Linked DNA regions of Mus musculus: all the other regions are linked to region 2. Evidence: chromatin contacts called from public ChIA-PET, Hi-C, HiChIP or PLAC-seq and promoter capture Hi-C data. All regions are on one chromosome and are shown on one strand. Each heading gives the region's core, a stretch centred on a gene start, on an enhancer-like site or on the middle of the called end of the contact. The rest is flanking DNA. Distances are from core to core; before and after follow the strand shown. Region 1 overlaps Lpp (LIM domain containing preferred translocation partner in lipoma). Region 2 holds the start of Bcl6 (B cell leukemia/lymphoma 6). Region 3 overlaps Lpp (LIM domain containing preferred translocation partner in lipoma). Region 4 overlaps St6gal1 (beta galactoside alpha 2,6 sialyltransferase 1). Region 5 overlaps Lpp (LIM domain containing preferred translocation partner in lipoma). Region 6 overlaps Lpp (LIM domain containing preferred translocation partner in lipoma). Region 7 overlaps Lpp (LIM domain containing preferred translocation partner in lipoma).

What was found. Promoter capture Hi-C pulls out the DNA fragments that hold promoters and counts their contacts. A called contact is a pair of places that touch in the nucleus more often than the background predicts. ChIA-PET counts read pairs in DNA pulled down with a chosen protein or histone mark. HiChIP or PLAC-seq counts read pairs in DNA pulled down with a chosen protein or histone mark.
Region 1: an H3K27ac HiChIP or PLAC-seq map of the NIH/3T3 cell line shows a contact between it and region 2, with 8 times the contacts expected there. The contact joins the enhancer-like site here to the promoter of Bcl6 in region 2. A contact is called at or near these places in 9 of 39 promoter capture datasets (the 3T3-L1 cell line, 3T3-L1-derived adipocytes, cranial neural crest and 4 more), 2 of 15 datasets of contacts at CTCF or cohesin (large pre-B cells and pro-B cells), 5 of 484 Hi-C or Micro-C datasets (the 63-12 cell line, adipose-derived mesenchymal stem cells, bone marrow-derived macrophages and 2 more), 33 of 115 datasets of contacts at active chromatin or transcription factors (the 230-238 cell line, the NIH/3T3 cell line, the SCID.adh cell line and 23 more) and 5 of 9 other capture datasets (adipose tissue, embryonic stem cells, liver and 2 more).
Region 3: a contact with region 2 is called in an H3K4me3 HiChIP or PLAC-seq map of bone marrow-derived macrophages, with 14 times the contacts expected there. The contact joins the enhancer-like site here to the promoter of Bcl6 in region 2. A contact is called at or near these places in 12 of 39 promoter capture datasets (the 3T3-L1 cell line, embryonic stem cells, hematopoietic stem and progenitor cells and 6 more), 3 of 15 datasets of contacts at CTCF or cohesin (CD8 T cells, large pre-B cells and pro-B cells), 15 of 484 Hi-C or Micro-C datasets (the AML12 cell line, B cells, the C3H10T1/2 cell line and 12 more), 34 of 115 datasets of contacts at active chromatin or transcription factors (the 230-238 cell line, DN3 thymocytes, the NIH/3T3 cell line and 25 more) and 2 of 9 other capture datasets (embryonic stem cells and pancreatic islet).
Region 4: a Hi-C map of CD4 T cells shows a contact between it and region 2, with 5 times the contacts expected there. The contact joins the enhancer-like site here to the promoter of Bcl6 in region 2.
Region 5: a contact with region 2 is called in a promoter capture Hi-C map of hippocampal neurons, with 25 times the contacts expected there. The contact joins the enhancer-like site here to the promoter of Bcl6 in region 2. A contact is called at or near these places in 16 of 39 promoter capture datasets (the 3T3-L1 cell line, the C10 cell line, the HPC-7 cell line and 12 more), 2 of 15 datasets of contacts at CTCF or cohesin (the NIH/3T3 cell line and large pre-B cells), 9 of 484 Hi-C or Micro-C datasets (CD4 T cells, bone marrow-derived macrophages, cerebral cortex and 4 more), 39 of 115 datasets of contacts at active chromatin or transcription factors (the 230-238 cell line, DN3 thymocytes, the NIH/3T3 cell line and 29 more) and 4 of 9 other capture datasets (adipose tissue, embryonic stem cells, macrophages and 1 more).
Region 6: a contact with region 2 is called in an RNA polymerase II ChIA-PET map of memory CD8 T cells, with 219 read pairs. The contact joins the enhancer-like site here to the promoter of Bcl6 in region 2. A contact is called at or near these places in 5 of 39 promoter capture datasets (the C10 cell line, hippocampal neurons, liver and 2 more), 3 of 15 datasets of contacts at CTCF or cohesin (the NIH/3T3 cell line, large pre-B cells and pro-B cells), 11 of 484 Hi-C or Micro-C datasets (the AML12 cell line, CD8 T cells, Th1 cells and 7 more), 35 of 115 datasets of contacts at active chromatin or transcription factors (the 230-238 cell line, the SCID.adh cell line, T-cell acute lymphoblastic leukemia and 29 more) and 3 of 9 other capture datasets (adipose tissue, embryonic stem cells and liver).
Region 7: a contact with region 2 is called in an H3K4me3 HiChIP or PLAC-seq map of bone marrow-derived macrophages, with 18 times the contacts expected there. The contact joins the enhancer-like site here to the promoter of Bcl6 in region 2. A contact is called at or near these places in 21 of 39 promoter capture datasets (the 3T3-L1 cell line, 3T3-L1-derived adipocytes, the C10 cell line and 14 more), 4 of 15 datasets of contacts at CTCF or cohesin (large pre-B cells, pro-B cells, stem cell-derived epiblast-like cells and 1 more), 37 of 484 Hi-C or Micro-C datasets (the 63-12 cell line, B cells, the BV-2 cell line and 22 more), 39 of 115 datasets of contacts at active chromatin or transcription factors (the 230-238 cell line, CD8 T cells, the NIH/3T3 cell line and 29 more) and 3 of 9 other capture datasets (adipose tissue, embryonic stem cells and pancreatic islet).

The regions. Positions count from the first base shown.
Region 1 is chr16:24,677,703-24,680,402 of GRCm38.p6, forward strand. All of the region lies in intron 6 of Lpp (LIM domain containing preferred translocation partner in lipoma), which reads left to right. Among named protein-coding and RNA genes, the nearest start is that of Mir28a, 150 kb to the right of the region's middle. Within about 2 kb of position 1,434, at least 28 of the 459 cell types and tissues checked have an H3K27ac peak or open chromatin away from gene starts, as enhancers often do. A contact at or near this core is called in the 63-12 cell line, the NIH/3T3 cell line and embryonic fibroblasts, where this site is marked.
Region 2 is chr16:23,987,573-23,990,272 of GRCm38.p6, forward strand. It overlaps Bcl6 (B cell leukemia/lymphoma 6), which reads right to left and starts at 1,280. Exons shown (of 10, transcript NM_009744.4): 1 at 1,003-1,280. It overlaps Gm31527 (a long non-coding RNA gene), which reads left to right and starts at 695. Exons shown (of 2, transcript XR_384770.3): 1 at 695-1,656.
Region 3 is chr16:24,598,527-24,601,226 of GRCm38.p6, forward strand. The region is part of intron 4 of Lpp (LIM domain containing preferred translocation partner in lipoma); the gene reads left to right. Among named protein-coding and RNA genes, the nearest start is that of Gm24440, 190 kb to the left of the region's middle. Within about 2 kb of position 1,420, at least 56 of the 459 cell types and tissues checked have an H3K27ac peak or open chromatin away from gene starts, as enhancers often do. A contact at or near this core is called in B cells, CD8 T cells, SST interneurons and 1 more, where this site is marked.
Region 4 is chr16:23,285,283-23,287,982 of GRCm38.p6, forward strand. All of the region lies in intron 2 of St6gal1 (beta galactoside alpha 2,6 sialyltransferase 1), which reads left to right. Among named protein-coding and RNA genes, the nearest start is that of Gm30814, 40 kb to the right of the region's middle. Within about 2 kb of position 1,364, at least 46 of the 459 cell types and tissues checked have an H3K27ac peak or open chromatin away from gene starts, as enhancers often do.
Region 5 is chr16:24,541,590-24,544,289 of GRCm38.p6, forward strand. All of the region lies in intron 3 of Lpp (LIM domain containing preferred translocation partner in lipoma), which reads left to right. Among named protein-coding and RNA genes, the nearest start is that of Gm24440, 140 kb to the left of the region's middle. Within about 2 kb of position 1,447, at least 24 of the 459 cell types and tissues checked have an H3K27ac peak or open chromatin away from gene starts, as enhancers often do. A contact at or near this core is called in SST interneurons, adipose tissue, cortical neurons and 2 more, where this site is marked.
Region 6 is chr16:24,703,182-24,705,881 of GRCm38.p6, forward strand. The region is part of intron 7 of Lpp (LIM domain containing preferred translocation partner in lipoma); the gene reads left to right. Among named protein-coding and RNA genes, the nearest start is that of Mir28a, 120 kb to the right of the region's middle. Within about 2 kb of position 1,265, at least 21 of the 459 cell types and tissues checked have an H3K27ac peak or open chromatin away from gene starts, as enhancers often do. A contact at or near this core is called in CD8 T cells, Th1 cells, Th17 cells and 4 more, where this site is marked.
Region 7 is chr16:24,640,191-24,642,890 of GRCm38.p6, forward strand. All of the region lies in intron 5 of Lpp (LIM domain containing preferred translocation partner in lipoma), which reads left to right. Among named protein-coding and RNA genes, the nearest start is that of Mir28a, 190 kb to the right of the region's middle. Within about 2 kb of position 1,356, at least 25 of the 459 cell types and tissues checked have an H3K27ac peak or open chromatin away from gene starts, as enhancers often do. A contact at or near this core is called in B cells, CD8 T cells, Th1 cells and 7 more, where this site is marked.

The DNA.
Region 1 (2,700 bases), core at 184-2,683, 690 kb after region 2:
ATTTTATTTCATAAAAATATGTTTAACTCCTTATAATAATGATAAATATAAGCAATGGATAAATGAACATGCTATTTCTACCTTCCTTAGTGCCAGTGCCCCGTTTTACTCTTAGTCAATTATCAATGTTTGGGCTAAAGGACAGTCCACCTTGCTCAGTTGGTTAGTATAGCTTGGCTTATTTCTCTCACATGCCATATGTTTCTGTTGAGAACCTATCTTTCATAGTCTGTTTTCATATTCTTGCCAGGGTGAAGTCATCTCCCTATAATTCTACTATTGCAACCTAAAATTACACTTTTCCCCAAATGTAGTTTGTTGAGCTTTAGTTATTTTCATATATGTCTGGGGTAATGGAAATGACTCTTCTGGAAGTTACATTGTGTGGACAGTTCAGTTATGGGAGTACAGTGTGTGGATACCATCTTAGCCCTGGCTTTTGTCTTCTTGTCTTATTCTTGTGAGCTCTGCACGGGTGAGGGTATGACACACTGGCACCCTTGGAGTCCTTTGCTACCAGCACTGTCTGTGCTGTGTCTTCTCTGTAACTCTTTCCATCCCTTGATTGATGCATGGGCAAGTTTTAAGTCCTACAGCAGCTGTAGACAAGAGTAGAAGCTTGAGAGATCTAATGGGTGTTCATCAAAACAGGTCCGTGCAGTCCTTAGAGACAGGAGGAGTGGCCCACACTTAGACTGGCCATGTGGATTGGCTCTCATTCCTCCTGCTCCTTCAACAGGAGTTTTGGGGATCAATTTCCCAGTTAACTTGCATGTAGGCCTTCTGGGACAGCATTGTTTCTCAGGGAAGCCAGACTTACACCTTGGGACCTTTCTGGCTATGACTGGAGAGGGTGGAAAACCGTTATTACAATGGTTACTTAATTTGAGTGCTTGTGATATCTAGAACCAACATTAATGAAAAACACCAAGGACTCCTTCTAATTGTTGTTTGGCCTCTGGTATGCTGTTTAACCATTAGCTGACAGGCAGAACCATAGTGAGAATGTTTGTGAGGATGTAGGATTCTTTCAGCTGCATTTAGGAGTGCTTTGTGAAGAGCAAGAGAGGACATAAATCTGAAAATTCTGAAAGTAGATGAGCCTATTAAGAATAGGGTTTGTGTGGGAACCCGGGCAGACTCCAGGGGTGGAGCCAAGATACAAAAGAGACACCTTGAAGGGGGAAAGGGTCTGTCCCTTGTTCATCATGAGGATCAAAATGTAAACACAAAGGTATGATATGAGGTCATGTATGGAAGCTGGGGGTTGTACCTGCAGAAGCCACTAGAATGAGGCTGGGACTTGTTGGTATATTGCATCAACCTAGTCTGACAAGGGGAAATGGGGATCAGCTCCACCTCTCAGAAGAGCATAGGAGACTGGAGCCAGTGGAGGTCTACAAGCTTGGGCTGGTCACAGTTCATAATTAGTCATTTCACTGTATAGCTCAGGTTAATCCTATGACTTGGATCTTTGTGGTTAGAATCCTGTGACTCAGGCCATAGGCAGTTAGTATATTTTGTGCTACAGGAAAGTACAGAAGTTGAAGAACTGATTATATCCTGTCTCTTTGCTGGCACCCCTAGGGAATACTTAATGAGTGATGCTTACCTCCAGAAGAAGAATTAACAATAGTTATATTATGCCTATTAATTTATAGTTACTGGTTGCTATAATTAGTGCTGTTTATGAAAATCATGGTAATTATAGCACTTTACAATTTACCAAGTATGTTCCCATCCACTTTCTTATCTGAGTCTTTAAGTAATCTCTGACCAAGTTAGGGCTGGTGATGGTCACTTCTCTTTCCAGATGAAGAAACTGTAGCTCAGGGAAGCATTTAACCAGACTCAAATCTAGTGTCCTCCCCAATTCACTGTGCGTGTGTGGATGCACTCCTCAAATTTCTGCTTATGATAATTTTAGAGGCTCAGACAAGAAAGGAAATTCACTTGGTTCTCAGTAGTCATCCTGTGGAGTGGTGTGCCCTGCCTTCTCACCTGATGGTAGTTCAGTTATGCAGAATGTTCTCCTCGCTCTCTGAAATGAAAGGGATCCTTCTCTTTTCAATTTGAGTTTCCCAAACTATTGCATTGTGGGTAAATAGCTGACCCTTTGAGGGGCACATTAGTATTTTTATAACCTTAATACGTTAGTCATGGGCCAGTAAGATGGATCACTGGTTAAAAGTATTTGCTGTACAAGTCTGAAGACCTGCGTTCTGTCCTCAGAATGCACATGAAGGCGGAAGGAAGTAATCAATTCTACAGTTATCTTCTGACCTCCAGTGCAGGGTATGACTTGTGCATGCCTATGCACATGTGCCCACATGAGAGTACATGTGTGCATACACACACATGAACACACACACAGACCTCTAATACTAATATAAAATTAAAAAGTTGAGTAACACTGAATCTCAGATTCTGATAAAACACATTTTTTTTTTTACCACTGTTTCCCAAGTGTGGGCTGGGGCAGGTGTTCTAGGGTAGTCTTTCAGCCTTTGAGATGTATGATAGTCAACCTGATACCCATTTGAATGAATGTATACCCAGGTCCACATATTTTTAATCTTTTAATTTCATTTTTAGATCATATATTAGAGTACTTACTGGTTCCTATTATACCTCATGCCCCTTACCCAAAAACTGTTGATACAAGAATGGTTACAGAATGAAAATCCTTATAACATTGAC
Region 2 (2,700 bases), core at 30-2,529:
AAAGCGCCGCAGGTGCAAAAAAAACAAAAAACAAAAAACAAAAAAACCGCGCACCCCTCTCCCACCCTCCCCCAAAATCCCTGTCCCGCCTTCAAGCCTCCTTCCTCGGGCTGGGCAGACCGAGCGCACCCGGGTTCCCGACTGCCTCGACTCCAACCAAGAAAGAGTAATTTTCAAAGTATTCAACGTCCCCGCCCCCCGTGCAAGCGAAGCCTTCCCAAAACACTGTCTCTCCTTGGGAAGATCACGGCTCTCAAAGGAAACTGCAGACACGATACTTCATCTGGCTTTATGACCAAAAAGAAAAGGGAAAATAAAACAACCAGCCGAGGAGTTGGCTTGCATTCCCCCCGCTGACTCCCGGCTCGGGTGCAAGGCAGGGACTGTGCGGGGCCGGGGCCGGGGCCGGGGCCGGTGGACGGCCGCCAACGCGGGCACCGGGAGAACTGAGCGGGGAGGGAGGCAGCGGCGGGGAAGGCAGTTTGCAAGCGAGCAGAGAAAGCAAGCCAAGCCGCGCGAAGCCGGCGGGGCCGCCGCGGTCCGCCCTCCCAGGCCGCGCAACCCAGCGCCCGCCGCCCCGCGCCCCTGCGTCTCCAAACACCGAAACAACACCGGGCAGGGCGGCACAGCCTCCCCGAGGCGGCCGAGGCGCTCCAAGACAGCAAAAAAAAAAAAAAAAAAAAAAAAAAAAGAAGAAGAAGAAGAAGAAGAAGAAGAAGAAGAAGAATACGTATGCGAAAAGCTAGATCCTACAGTGGGAGAGACGTGGGGCTGATCTTCGGCATTTATTTTAACACCTGACAGCTAGAATCAATAAATAGATACATTTATATCAATAGATACACATAGGAAACTTGGAGCCAAAGCATTTGGCAAAAGCGGAAAAAAAAAGAATTAAAAGGTAAAATAATGATCATGAGCAGCGGCGGCGGCAGCGGCACCAGCGGCAACAGCGGCGGCGGCGGCAGCGGCAGCGGCGGCGGCAGCAACAGCAATAATCACCTGGTGTCCGGCCTTTCCTAGAAACTTCTTGCATCACCACTTCTAAGAACCCCAGTTCTAAGAATCAACAGAGCTCAATTCTCGGAATTTGAGCTGCGGGCTTTACCATTGCTCCGCAGCAGGGGAGGACTCGGTGGCAGCGGCGCGCTCCGCAGCGCCCTCCCGGCCGGCAGAATGCCTCGGGGCCGCGCCGCTCGCCGCCCTATAGTGCGGATCGTGGTTCCCGCAGCACCGCCGCCCGGAACACCGGGGGTCCCGAGGCGGGCGCGCGCGGCTACAAGGCGACCCTCCCTGCCCCGGGCCACCGATGGAACCGCCCGCTCCGCCGCCGTCACGTGGGCTCCGTGACGTCGGCGTCTTCGCTGTAGCAAAGCTCGGCCTCTGGAATTCTGAGAACTAATTTGCTATTCGGTGACATAAGAGGGAGAGTGCGCTTTGCTTTCCCGGGGTCTGGGGCTAATTCTTCCTCTCCTACCCATAAACTCGGCTCCTCGAGCTAAATACACAAAAGGGAGCGAGAGAGTTGAGCCGTTAGAACAAGTGTGTTAGAGGCAGGTTTAGAGAGACGAGGGAGGGAGAAAACAATAAATACCACAGCTCCTTCCAGCTAGAGTATTAGGCACCACGAGAAAAATATTTGCCAAGCAGTTTTCGGTGGGTTCATTTGTTTTCTTTTTATTTGGGACAATTATGTTGGGGCGGGGGGGGGGTCCTTTGGGGATGGTGGCTTGGGATGCTCCTGTTGTATTTTAATGATTTAGGTGGGGTTTTTTTTCCGCTTCTGATTTTTGCCTTTTGCAAGTTTGTGGTGTTATGTAAATCGTCGGGACTGTCATTCGTTGGTTTTATTGTCTCCCTGCGTTCTCGCTTTCTCTCTCTCTCTCTCTCTATCTCTCTCTCTCTCTAAAGGTGCAATATTTCAACCTAATACCATTGACAGAAGCTTACATTTTTGGCCACATATGACAGCCCCAACCTCCAACACCACCACCGCTCCCCGCCCGCCCCCCCCGCCCGCCCCCCAGCCGCCCTTGGTACAATTTCCTTTTCCTCTTGGACTTTTGCTGAAGCTTTCCTGCACTTGAAAGAGATGTAAAAGGATTTGGATTGGTTTGGTTTGTTTCTTTCCAGGACAGCGAGTGGTGGGTTTACTCTGTTACTGTTGACTCTCAGGAAATTTCTTGATGCTAGAAATGTGTGTGTGGGTACGTGTAATGTTTGCCTGTTACAACATTCTGTGAAGCCAAATACATGTTTGTATTTTGCTATTTTCTTAAGGTCTTGAACATTCCCCCCACCCTTTTTTTTAAACCCCCACTGGGTTCGTTTCAAGGTCGTCGGGAGAAAGGAAAAAAAATCTCTTCAGTATGTGTTGAAGGGATCAGCCTGAGGGAATTCTAAAGGCCTGGCTGCCAGGATCACAGATACTGCGCGTATTGAGTACAGGCTGTGCTACACTAGGCGCACTGCTCGCAGCCGGGTCCTCTAGGCTTTGGAGCAGAGCTGAGGGGAGGAGAGGAGCGGAATCTTTCTTTCCCTTCTTTCTTCCTTTATTTTAAAAGGTGAATACAGGGCAGACTCCTTTCACGGTGGGCCCTGGGTTATGTGTTCATAGCTGCAGTTTCCTTATTTAAATGTTGGTCGGGGTTTTTGCCCTCCTACTCATCCCTGGATGAGTGAGACTCTTGTTTCTTTTAT
Region 3 (2,700 bases), core at 170-2,669, 610 kb after region 2:
TGAGGTGTTTGTCCATCAATAAATAACATTCTCATAATAAAAAATAAGATATTTCTACCCTTTCAAGTTATTACTAAGATGGGCTTTGTTGTCTCATGCTTATTTTTGTTAGGATACAAACAAAAGTATTAAAAAATTAAAAGCAATTAAAACGCACCTCACATGCTAGTAAAATTCCATGGCCTATGTAATGGGTCCAGCCGACTTGTAAACAGATCACTACAGCGTGCCTTTAAGACAAGTTTGAGCATGCTGCTCAGGGAACACGGAGGAATGAGCAGCAATTAGCCTGGAGACCTGAACACTTATTGGTATGTTTAAGAGGAGAGATTCCAGATAAGCACCGAGGAGACACCTGAGCTTTATTAGGGATTATATAGTTTACTTTTCTCATTATCACTTTCTCTTCCCGTTGGAACGGCAAAACCTTTGTGAATTAGGCACACAGCCTCTTAGGTATATTCAGGTTTCCACTTTCAGAAGTAGATTTCCTGAATGCAGACAAACTCAGGTTATTCTCTGTCCCTTATTTCTAGTTATACACATTCACATACATGTACACATACAAGTTGTACACATTCACATACATGTACACATACAAGTCTGTTGTTTGCATCAGAGACTTAGAAGAAGCCGCCCCGGGACCACATTTTTATGTGTGCATAGGGCAGTGCATAGGCGAGCAATGTCGTCCATCATAGAGGATAAAATGCTATGGGAGCGATTCAAAGTAAAAACCATTTGTTATTTTAGAACTGGGGAAACTGCGATGCTGTTTTCTTGCTCTCTGTATCAGGCGGAGCCATTGCTGTTGGATGTGATTTAGTGCAAAATGTCAGGGAGCTCTGTTTTCCCTGTGATCTTTCCCAAGGTTGTTGGGAGAGAAAGACTGTTTACTCCCAGGCCCAAGAGTTGTCTTTTATCTAGTCTGCCTGGTTATCATCCACCAAGCAATTATGTTACTGACTAGCTTAGTGAAACCTACCACTCTGAGTTTTCTTTGCTTGTAGGGCATTTGGGTTTGCTCCCTGCCTCCTAACTGCTCTGCTAAGTTGGGTAAGCACTTTCACCTTCTCTAAATCTGTAGAGGTTTTCTTCATGTTACGTTCCAATTAGAAGAAACACATTAGTTCCTGATGTGTGTAGGGACTCTCAGTGACCTCTTATGTCTCTCTAGCTTATCTTGTCTGCTGTCAACTATCTTTTCTTTCCCTATGACTACTAAGACAACATAAGGGCAGCTAGGCTTGTCCACCCTATCCTAGCTTTCTCGGGAGCCCTGGACCTCATTCTCCTTGGTGTTGTTTCCCCACAGCTCCTTTTTCCGGTGATACTGTGAATTTGAAGGGACTGTGTGTTATGGGGCCTGTCTCTATTCTGTGCCCCCTCTGATGACAGTGACTCACTCACAGTTACTCACTGAGACCACTGAGACCTGATGCTTCTCCTTTTTCGTTACTGCTCGGTTCCTTTAGTGTGTCGTCGTCCCCCCACCCCCCCCTCGCCACAGTGTTGCCAGGGGCAGCAAGCACATTGTTACATTGTTGCTTTCTGTAGGAGTACCTTTGTGCCAGGCAGGTCAAGAGTCTGTCTGGACTCTTTCTCTACCTCTCCTTACTCTTACCTCCTCATCTGGGGTGTGGTGGGGGTGGGGGTACTTAGGAATTCCTAGTAACTAGAACATGGTCTTACCGGAATCCTCAGTTGACTCAGCTATAGTTTTGGGGAATTGTGGGACATGAGAATTGGACAGAATTTTGGAAATAAAGTAATTTTAGTTTACAGATAAGGAGATGTATTGAAGCTGGAAGATGTGCAAGGGCTAATGTCAGAGCGCTCTGTGACGGAGGGAGCGATTGCTGCCGAGTGTGCTGTGTCTACGTCTAGTGCTGTTTCAAGTATTTCCAGTGTCTTTGAGAGAGCCTATATAAAGGGTTGGCATTTCTGTGGAGTTGTTCTCCTTGCTCCCTCTGAGCAATGCCAGCTGTCCATGTAGGGAGAGGGGCTTGAAGCCAGTATTCTTCCAAAGCTGTCTCTCTCTCCAGAGAAAGAAGTTCAGTTGAATACATGACATTTTCAGCCCATGGCAGACCCTGCTTTGCCCTTGCTGCTCTGGGTAGCCTGATGCTTCAGAACATGATTGAGTTCGCTGCTTCCCTAGCAATTGTGTGTAATTTTCAGCCCGCCTCCTTCTTCGGTGCTGCCTGCCCACGCTTCCGTCACATGCTGCAGCGTACCTGCTTTGTAATTACGCTGCTAGGGACTTACCTCCACAGCGTGGAAAAGGTTTGCCTAACGTGCTTATTTACTTGCACACAGTAAGTCTTGATTGATACCTTGGTAATCACTGAGATTAATCTGAGACTTCCTCCCACAATGGGGAGGGTCAGAGAATTAGGAAACAGGTGTCAAGGAAAGGGAGAAAAGAGAGTTGTGCTTCCTCTGATGAGCTGAGAGGAAAATTATAGATGATTTGTGATCTCCAGACCTAACTTTACTTGTTTTTTTAAATAGTTATCTTGTCAGGATTTCTTCAAAATTCATGTAAGCAGATTCACGTATAGAATCCCCTCCCCCATTCAACTGTGGCACAGTCAGACAAGGACATTCGCTCCCTAAGTGTAAAAGTTGCATTGCAGCCTCCTGTCTGAGCTGGAAGCTGGTTCTGAACTATGAAGGTCAAGCAACCTCCAGCCAAAT
Region 4 (2,700 bases), core at 114-2,613, 700 kb before region 2:
GACTGGGGATGTTCCAGCTTGGAACTAGGAGATGTTCTCACTGTTCCAGCTTGGGCTAGAGGCTGCCTCCACAGGCATTTGATCAGCACCTTAGGGAAGACTCCAAGGAACACTTCACAAAGGAATCTGCACTCCCCAAATCCTTGGGGTTTCTGTGGTCACTGCTTGATTAGCCTTTGTTCAGAACATATCTTTTGTTTGTTTGTTTGTTTGTTTGTTTGTTTGTTTTTTCAAGACAGGATTTCTCTGTGTAGCTCTGGCTGTCCTGGAACTCACTCTGTAGACCAGGCTGGCCTCGAACTCAGAAATCTGCCTGCTTCTGCCTCCCAAGTGCTGGGATTAAAGGCGTGCAGCACCACTACTGGGCCAGAACATATCTTTTGTGAGTCTCTTCTTGTGAACAGCTAGTCTGACTCAATTCCTAAGCAGCCATTATTATACCCCAATGAGCCTGACAGTTAAAGACTTTTTAAAAATATATGCTTTCTCCCACTTCTAATTCTAGTTCTGTTATTTGTACCTTTTTCAATCTAAGTGAAGTCACTTTTTATTTTCATATCAGCATGAAAGGAAGGTCTTATAAGCTGGAAGCACAACAACAGTACAGTCTTACAGAACTGTAGATACCAGCCCATGGGTATCCCATGGTGATGATCACTGCATCTTAGACAATTCAGACGTGTGTGTGGTGTGTGTGTATTTGTGTGTGCATGTGTGTGTACGTGTGTGTGTATGTGTGTTTGTGTAGGTAGTGTATGTGTGGTGTGTGTGTGTGTGTGGTACTGTTTTAGAAAACAAAGGGTGTCCAATGAAGTAACTACTTAAGTAACTACTTAAGGCTCCATCTCTCCCTCGCAGTGTGCTGAGGAGATGGGCAGGACTGTAAGCTGTGACTGTTGTGTCACTTTCTGTGTGTGGCCTTTGGGAAAAGCACTCACTGTCTGGGAACTTCAGTGTGCTCAGAGGCAGAACCATTTGCCTGCAGGCCTTTAGTAAATCGCTGGCACCATCCTTTGTGTAAATGCTCCTTACTGTGATGGTTAGTGATCTGATCATGATAAGGGCGTAATGATAGTTACGAGTTCTCTGCTCCCATGTGGGTAGGCAGTGCTGCATGATCAGAGTGTGCGCGAGTCTGGGCCAGTCTGCAGGCCCATTCTCATCTGCATGTTTCTATGTGGGCATATATGACTATCCTCACCACTAACGTTGACTGTAATTCTAGAGGCCTAGTATAGCCACCCCTCCTCTTCCTCTACCTGTTTTTACTTTAAGTATGTTTTTACTTTTACTATGCAGCCCAGGCTGGCTTTGAAATATAAATATAAACGTGCTGCCTCAGCAGTAAGAAGCTGGAGGGGTGGGGTGACAGGTGGTACCACACCTGGCAGGAACAGGATGTTTTGAGACAGGAGTTCCTACATCCACCAGTTCCTCTGTGAAAATAGCTGCGGTTCGAACCACACATGTCACAGGTGGTACTCCACGCACACACAAGAACTGACCATGCAAGTCCCTGAGTGGACTGTGAGAGAAGCTGGAGGAGCCTGGAACAGCACAGGCAGGGGGGGGGGGCCTGAGGCCAGACACAGCTCGCCATACACTTTATACTGAGCAGCCACCACTGCCTCCGGCACACTGGTCAAATGCCAGGGATTCTACGATTGCTTGCTGGGACCTTGGCATCCTCTTCTTTGTCAAAGTGTGTGGCCTGGAGTCCTCCCTGTTGTCTTTGCTGGTACCCTCCACTTTTCAATTTTGTTGCGAGGCTATTTCTCCAGGAGCTCCTTCAGGCCTGCCTCTTTCCCAGCACAATGTAGTTTAACAGGCTTCCCGCAGGAAGGTGGAGATGGATTCTTGGGGGAAGATCTGTTTTTAGAGACCCCAAATGTAGAAAATAGTATGAATGTTCAAGTGACACTTTTAAATCCTGTCTAGAGTCCTTTGCAGTTTATCATGGAGCACCACGTGTACAGTTTGTCATCAACAGAATAAAGTCTCATGACCTTTCGTTTTGTAAATGACAGAGCTGTGCCTCAAGAATGCAGCATTAGGATGATGGTCAGTAACCATGGTAGAGAGCTGGAGCCCCTTCGTGCAGGTCTAGTTTTCTTTCTGGTCTCCATCATGTGTCTCTGGGTGGTACGCTGCAGCTGGAAAGGAGAACCACTCACCCAACACAGCAATGGTGACTAAGCTTTCCATGCTCTGAGAATGCTGAGCTGTTCTTGTGGACAGTAAGCAGGGGGGAAGAACAGAGAAGGAACTAATAACTCTGAAGATGTCACTCTGTCCCAAGCCTGTGCTCTCTGACGGCAACAGCAAGCCACGGATGTGGGCTGTGTTTATGTTGCTAATTTGCAATAGCCTCATTATAAAGTTTTTTTTTAAGGTGGGTAAAATTAATGTAGATAATGTTTTATTTAACCCAATGTGTTTGGAATATTACTTTATTACATGATCAATGTAATTATTATTAACCAGGTATTTTCGATTCCTCTTTCCATGGGAAATCTTGGAATTCTGGTGAGCACGTTGTTCCTGCTAGCACACATCAGTTTGAATAGCCACACGTGGCCAGGGAAAACAGCATGGCACGTTCTTAGCATTTTGCATACATGGCTTCTCATCCCTCAACACCATGCGCAGAACTGAACTAATTACCTAGTAGCTTAGGAAATGGAGCCTCATAAGGTAAGG
Region 5 (2,700 bases), core at 197-2,696, 550 kb after region 2:
CACACCACTATGTATAAGCACAATTATTTCGTGGCCGAAAACGTTATGAAATTTGAAGTTAAGCTTGGGGCATGGAAGAGCCCGGTGCCAGTAGAAAGGATTCTTCATCAGCCTTGATGAGTCTCGAGAATGGATGGACTGTGCAATACTCAAGCCGTGTTCTAGGTATAAAGTGAATGCCAGCTTCCTCTAAAGCAGCTATTCTGCCTTCAGTCAGTCCCTCTCCTGCTGCTAGACTCTGCATAAGAATCCATCATCTCACATACAGTAAAAAAGAAGCCCTGCTTTGAAGCTTAGTGTCCCTAGCGAGCATGCCATTGGCCCCTAGGCAGAGTGCAAGATAGGCTCATGCCTTTTGTGTTCCCTGCATAAAGGAGTCCGACTGATACAGATGTGATTCCAAATGTTATGTAATGTCTGTGAGCATCAACCTGCCATTTGTTAAATAAAAGTGAATTTCTTATCAGATTAGAAGACAGTACATAAAACTGGCAGAAAATAAGCACTTAACAAATGACTGTTGTTTTTGTTATTATCTATAACCATAACCATTTCCCATGGCTCTAGACTTTTATCTAGATGAAATATTCATTGTGAAAGTCTCCTACCCTGGATAGAACCTATATACTTGTATAGTAATAAAATATCATTGAAGAACAGAACCTATATTTCTATAGTTTAGTAATTTTTGTTCACAGAATTCTTCCTTTAGCTCTGAACTGTTAATATATTTTGATTTTTCACCTCGTTTTTTTTAATAGTCTGCTTAAGACTACCGTAATCTAAATGCTTGTTCCTTAGTGCAATAACCAGATGATCAATGAACTCGGTCATTTCATTCTCATTGATAGATTGCTAATCTATATTTTTATCTTCCTCTTGTTTTAGACTGTCAGATCCTTCAGGGTAGGACCCCCGTCTGCTTACTACATCTATACCCTACCTTGTAGAAAATCCCCTACTGTAGTTACTTTCTCTTAGGAAGCTTTGATTAGAAAGCGGTTGGATCCAAGAGAATGCCACTTGAAAACAGCTCTACATGAAACAGAACCTCTGTCATCACTGATTCTAGGTATATCCCGAAGAAACAATCAACTTTTTTTCCTCTTTAGTTTAATAGGGGTGTTGAGGTCTGTTCTAGAACTTGCTTTTCTGCCTCTGGTTATAGATGAAGATCCGGGATTTACCTGGCTGATCTTGGTGGGATGTTCTTGAATGGTACTTGGCTGGGAACAAACACTTTCTATACCTCCAGTTGGATGTTTCGTGTGGCTAGAAATATCAGACCTTCTGACTTTTACGTTCGTTTTGCGCACATTGGTGATGTGCGTATAAGAACCTTTTATTACTATGGACTTAGCCAGCAGTAACCATGGTGAGTAGACCCATCACACAGCATTTTTTTCTGAGTCAGTTTAAAATGCTGACAATTAAATATACCGTACTCTTTTAAGCAATCCATCAGTCTCCCCTGTTGTCATGGTGACCGGAGTATATTTAGAAATGTGACAAGTACACTGAGTTCAATTGCACTTTTGCCAAAACATAGTTTTGCAGCTAAAATTGAATTTCCTGATTGAAGATCCAAGTGCTGTTAAGGGGGATGATCGTTTCCATACATTAGTCTACAAGTCTAATGTATCATCCTGTTAACTCAGCCCTTGAGGCCCCATCATGCTATGGAGGCAATGCTAGCTGAACTGATTCTACTTTCAGTTAATGAGGAAAAGTCAAATAAAGGGGTCGCTGTGCTTTTTCCTTTACAAGTGAAATTACACCTGAGTGATATAATTACTTTAATGATTACCTCCTTTTGTATTTATCTATGAATTCTGTGTGACTTTTGTAGAGTCTCTTCCGCAGCATTGTGTTTCTAATCTAGGGAATTTATCAGGGTTCTCGTCCTCACTTTTCTGCTTATAATCTATTCTTAGAAAAATGAGAACATCTTTTTGTCTTTGGCTCTGACCTTGGATACAGAAGCATCCTTACGTTCCTTCATCTTATTCTTTTTGGATTTAAAAAGAAGTATAGGGTTGTTGTTGAAAAAGACGTTTTTAGTCAAAGGAGAGGGGAGAAAAGTTCTGCCTTCTCTGTGAACTTGGTTGGATCCTCAATTCCTTCTCCTCCTTTCTCTTCTCAGTGCAGGGCTGAGTAAGACCATGGTTTTGAGCTCCGTGCTCACTAGACCACATCAGCTGTGGAACATTCTTAGTTGCTGGGTCATCGTCAAAATCCTGGTTTCATTTCTGGCTAAATTGTAAGTCTTCTGCTCTTGAGTTGAGAAATCACTGCTCCTGGACCATCCTTGTTCTCTCGGAATATTTTTGTTCCATAAAGTAATAGGTTTCTCTTCTGTATCTAACTCAGTGTGTCCACAATTGAAGCACATTTTGAACCTCTGATTATAGTTAGACAGTCTTGATCTGTTTTGAGAACATTGAATATAAGCTTTCTTGGTAAGAAATATCTTAGATAAAATAGCAATGGGCATGATACGATGAGTGTTTCCACATTGGTTCTCTGGTGTTATTCATTGGCTCTGCATTGCATCTTACAAGGCATCTTCAACATTCTTACTTTACAATAAGAAAGCAGGCTCTGAATCATGAACATGAGGATAGCTATGTTAATACTGGCAACTGTATTCTGATCAGGGTGGATGTGTAACAAGTGTTTCTAGGAAGATAAACAGTGTAG
Region 6 (2,700 bases), core at 15-2,514, 720 kb after region 2:
ATTTGTCCACAAGATCTAGAAGTTACAATTTGACTATTACTAGGTTGTTATTTTACCCATCATAAGCCCAGAAAAGCAGCTTTATACTCTTCTAAAATGGTACATTTCAAAAAGAGATGAAGTGTTCAGACAGGAAGTAGGCTTTTTCCTTTAGGTAATACATCCTGAGTTTATGTTGATAGTAACAGGGAATTCATTCATTTAGTGCAGACATATGCAGTCTGTTGTGTAATATCTCATTAAGGTCAGTAGCAGGTCCTTGCTAGCCAACAGTGATTTGTAGCGGTTTCCACGGGAAATGAAGTACAGTGGTTACCTGTTCTTGGAACACATTTCAGTATCTTGTATGTTGTAAATGTTCACATCATTATTTTATTCTTTCTCCTTGCTTTGGTTTTGCCCTGATGGGAATACTACTCAAGGTCTAAAGCCTTTCTGAATTTTGTTGTTGTTGGTTGTTATTAGTATGTTTTATTACTGTAACAAAAGACCTGGAGCTAAAATAAAAATTCTTGGAGGTTGACATTCAAGCAATATGGCTCTGTTAACAGCCAAGTTTTTCTGCCCTTACTTCAAGGCAAATGGCATCATGGGAAGAGTGTCCTCATATGCATATATCAGAAGGCAAGGTTTGCCTCCATGAGCATTCATTTCATAATCTGCTTTTTTCACAAGATCCACCTTCTAAAGATTCCCAGCTCAAGAGTATCACATTTACCAAGCTTCCAGTTTATAGACCATGGTAGTGTTCACTAAGACATAGGCCAATCATATTATCGACCTGTGAAAAGTTGCCCTAGCTTTTTCAAGCCGCTTGTAGCCTGCCCAAGAACAGCACGATTATGTGCCTCAGTTACAGTGCAGCCCACGTTGTGGTGCTTCCTGGAGCTGATGTACAGTGACTGAGCCAGCATAGACCTTCAGATATTCACCCCAGGAGCAGTACCCATTCTCCCTGGAATTGTGAACATATTTAGGAAGTCTAATCATCACCTCTGTTTCCTGGTGCCTTTAATGTAAGAATAGGTGATTAACGTGTATGCTTGTCTAAGACTGACTTGTCATACATATGAGCTGGAGAACAGAAATAGATGGAAAGATTTTTGTGATAGATTATGGAAGAGAAGATGTATTGTTAAGTCAAGTCCAGTTACACTGTTGAGTTGCAGAGCAGATCAGCTAAACAGGATGTTCTCTTGTAACTCTCCTGAGGTGGGCTCAACCTCAAAAGAGAAGGTGTGAGTGTGGTGTGCCCTGCCGGAGCCTCTACCGAGTGAGTCACTTATGTGAAAATGTCTTGACATACATAGAATTGTAGAGCCCACACTGTATCTGATCACAGAAATGTTACTGCATAATAGCAAGCTGGCTTTGATCTCCATGGGATTGCAGGCTGGGGGATGAGGAGGGGTGGCTTTTGAAAGGTCACCTCTACTACTCAGGAGAACACAGAGTATCAATCCCTTATATCTGCGAGCTGGTGTAGCAAGCATTGGAAGTGTGTGCATTAAAGGAAAACTGCCATGTATCTTCATGTGTGAATGGGGTGCTTTTTTTTTTTCTGGAAGAGCTTAGCATCCTGACTACTTTCCCTTCTATGTTGTAGTTGATGATATCTCACACCCACTGGTGTGTGAAGAGGAAGAACCTGCTATGCCTACTTTCTGTGTTAGTGATGTGGCATAATGTTTTCTGGAAATGCCACACAATTTCAAATGTGACTCCTTTCTAAACTTGCGAATAGAGTTGACAACAGTGAAATATGTCCTGTAAACAAACCCCGAGACACTATCTTTTGAATGAGTGGTAGTTGAATTTATACCAAATCCCAGAAGTAGGAAGTCCCACATGTGTGGAGTTCTCTCTGCTGCCCGAGGCCCACAAGGGGCAGTGCCGGGAACAAAGCCTGCATCACCTACTTACTCTCATTCCAGTCCAGCACAGCTGAGTCCAAGTTTTATATTCTATTACTCACAATCCAAATCGATGGTAACATATAATATTTTACCTTTATTGAGTAAAACTGCAACTCTCTTCTAAAGGTGATTGCATTGCTATGTGACTTTTTATGCTATTAAATTCTTCTACTCACATCTTATTTCTGGAATTGCAAGAGAAGTAACCGAAGGACTCATTTATCTCTTTTTATGAGGTACTTAGTGGACATTGTTGAATGTTTTCTGGATGGTGAGGGTACAATCACAAATAAAGTGAAATGTACGTCCTTAAAGGGTTCATTTTCCTGTGGGAGAGGATTCAAAAGCAGACAATTATGTACTAAAGTCTAACTAAGTGGTAGAGAGAAAGTTGAAGGTAAAACATAGAGGGGATGGGATGGTCTGGTCATTGCGTTTTTTTCTGGGGTTTCTGGGGAGACACTTAAGATGAGGTAGCATTGGAGCACAGCTACCTAGGTTGTATTGAAACAAGCTATTAGATGCATGTTAAAGGATGTTCCAGACAGGCACGTTTCAATTTTTTGTTATTTTAGGGGATAGAGGAGAAAAGACGGCACAGATTCTAGCCAGCAATGGCATGGGTCAGATTGGAAAGCAGCCTGGATTGGCTGCTGCACTCTGTGAATCAAGATGCTAGGTATCAGTGAGAAAGAAAGCAGCTCCTGATCATGGCACAGGGCTCTGGACTCTGGGTCTTCCTTAGAGGGAGCTGGGGAACATCTGGAGGCTTTGATGAGAAGTG
Region 7 (2,700 bases), core at 106-2,605, 650 kb after region 2:
GAGAGGGAGGCAGAAGTTTATATTCTTAGAATGAGGAAACCCAAGTGAGGTGTTTCTAATATAGAGGCAGAGAGCAGACAGACAGTACATAGCATAGCATAGCATAGCATAGCATAGCATAGCATAGCATAGCATAGCATTGATTGCTGTGGTCTCATTACATCTTCATAAAAGCTTCCTGAGCAAGGGTGTTCTCAGTGATCCACTTGGGGAAGCAAGAAGAGTTAATGTGGGTCCCCACTTTCCCTGCTCACACGGCGCTGAGTTTCCCAGGCTTTTGTAGAAGTATGCTTTTAGTTCCTCCTGTGTCATTGTGACCACTTTTTGTAACAACTTGACTCATAGCATCCCAGGGAGGCTTGCCATTCTTTAGGGCTGGGAAGGCATAGTGGGGCAGCTCAGCCTGTGGCTGTGCATCATGGGATACAGGCCTTTCCATGTTGCTGACCACGAGGCGCACAGAGGTAGAACATAACCATGTCTTCCATCAGTCAGGTCTCAGTTCCTCACAGCTCTATAGCTTCAAAATCCCGATAAAGTGAAGCAAAGGGTTCAAGAATGATTCTGTGGAGACATTTCCCACTCAGATGATGGCACCATGATAAGGGAAAACCTTAAAATATTTGTCCAAAGGGCTTATCTGCCTAACAGACCACCGGAAATGAGATGACATTTCCCATTAAGCCTGATTCTAGATCCTTACACCCAGTTGTTCCTAATAGATCCATAACCCTGGCTTACTTGGGTCCTCTGATCAGATGCATGGGTGTTCTGTTGCATGGATCTCCTTGTAAGCTAAAGAGATCCCTGGTTATGTGTCCCTGTTCTGTATTAGGTGCCAGTTTCTCACGGTTCTCTCTCATACTCACGTCTCCTTTGCTTGTGTCAAGGAGCTGCTGCTGAAGAGATGGGTGGCAGTTTCATTGCAGCAGCTTGATGAAGTGACTTTCTGCACACAGAGTGAATTAGTTGGCATGTCACAATTCTGGCTTTATTTTCCCTTGTCCCATGATAGGATTTTTTTTTTTTTAAAACAAACAATTGCCTAATCAGGTAACTCACATCTTATCCAAACAGCATTAACTTTGTGTGTGTGTGTGTGTGTCTGTGTGTGTGTGTGAGTGTGTGTGATTCTGTTAGCGTTTTTGAATTTTATGTATTATGCGCATATATACTAGTGTTACCTTTACATTTGGGGTGTCTTTTAATTTTGCTGTAATTTGCAAGTATAATCAAGTTCATTTCAATTTGCTTTGAAGTTATTAATCTGTTGATGGAGGTTGAAGGTCTAAGTGGATTTGAAATGACTTCCCGTGTGCCATGTGCTGACTCAGTAGCTCACACTGCCTCTCTTCCTGTGTGTTCACTGTACGTCTGTTCCCCTCACACCTGCTATGCCTGCATAACTCTTAACCTTTCCGGTTGCATTTGCCCTGCCTTCCCTGCAGTTTCTTTACTAGTGAAGAGCCTCACTTTCTGCTATGCCTCACTGTGCTGGGTCCCTGCCTCCTCGGGGGTATTAGTGTGTTCTGTGGCCCTACCTGTGTTCAGAATAGAGACACTGCTCCTCTGCCCCTGCTGTTTGGTAATGCGGACTGTGGAACCTTAACATATGGCCTCATCAGTAATAAACTCCCCTGAGAAGCCATGTCAGCCACTTGCTCCCCAGAATGTCCTCATGAAACATCCTTGGCAGGGTAGCACTAACACTCGGGGCTTTCTGTAGCACTGCCCTTTTTTTTCTAAATAACAACAACACACAAAAACAAAACAAAACAAAACAAAACATAAAACAGTGTTTCCCTGTGTAATAATTCCCTTTCCTAGTTCCTGGCCCTCACTTGTGAGTACCTTTAACCCAGTATCTGAGTTGAGGTGTTGGGAATATGTAAAACCTGATTATTTTCCCTATTGGCATCTCCTTATTCAAATGATGAGAAATCTGTGAATCTGCTCATGCCTTGGGGGTTTCTTCTATATACTCTCTGATACTGAAATTTTGACAAAAAACGGGTTGAGTTTCATACTTTCCAAACATGAATTTTGTCCTTGGAAAATGGAATGAGTCATCTTCTTTATGTAGTAGAGATAATTCCCTGACATGTGATATGCTAGCTGCTAGTCATGATTTTGAGTTTTAGTTTATATCTAATTTATATGAATTAACATGAAGTAGAATTTACAATTAGTTCCATCGACTCTCTGTGTTTTAGGCGATGACTCCCATGCTCATCGCATGCTGGGCTGTTTAGAACATCCCATTTAAAACAAATTTGTATTGTCCAGTGGCGATAGAATGGACTCCATAGAGGACAGTTAGGGAACTGGAGGAACCAGTCTTCAGGTGTGTCTTACTGCTTTCTCTAAGCTTAGTTCAAACAATATTGGCCTGTATTGGTAATCAATAAGATACTGAGATACTTTGTTTTCAAGATACTTTCGTTTTTTGTTTTTTGTTTTTTTTTTTAACGTAGGCACCAAAAACCAAAACAAAACAGAAAACTCTGTAGGATAAATCCTCGCTGGCACAGAAGATCAACACTTAGACTTGTTTTATAACCGAGAGGATTAAGAGTACAACACCGCCCAATCCCTAGAATATCAGAGAAACAAAGGCCACAGGTGTTTGAGAGCTTTGTCAGGAGTGCTGTTTCTAGAAATGTGTCCTTCTCATGTTTATGCCCCTGCTGGCTTGGGATG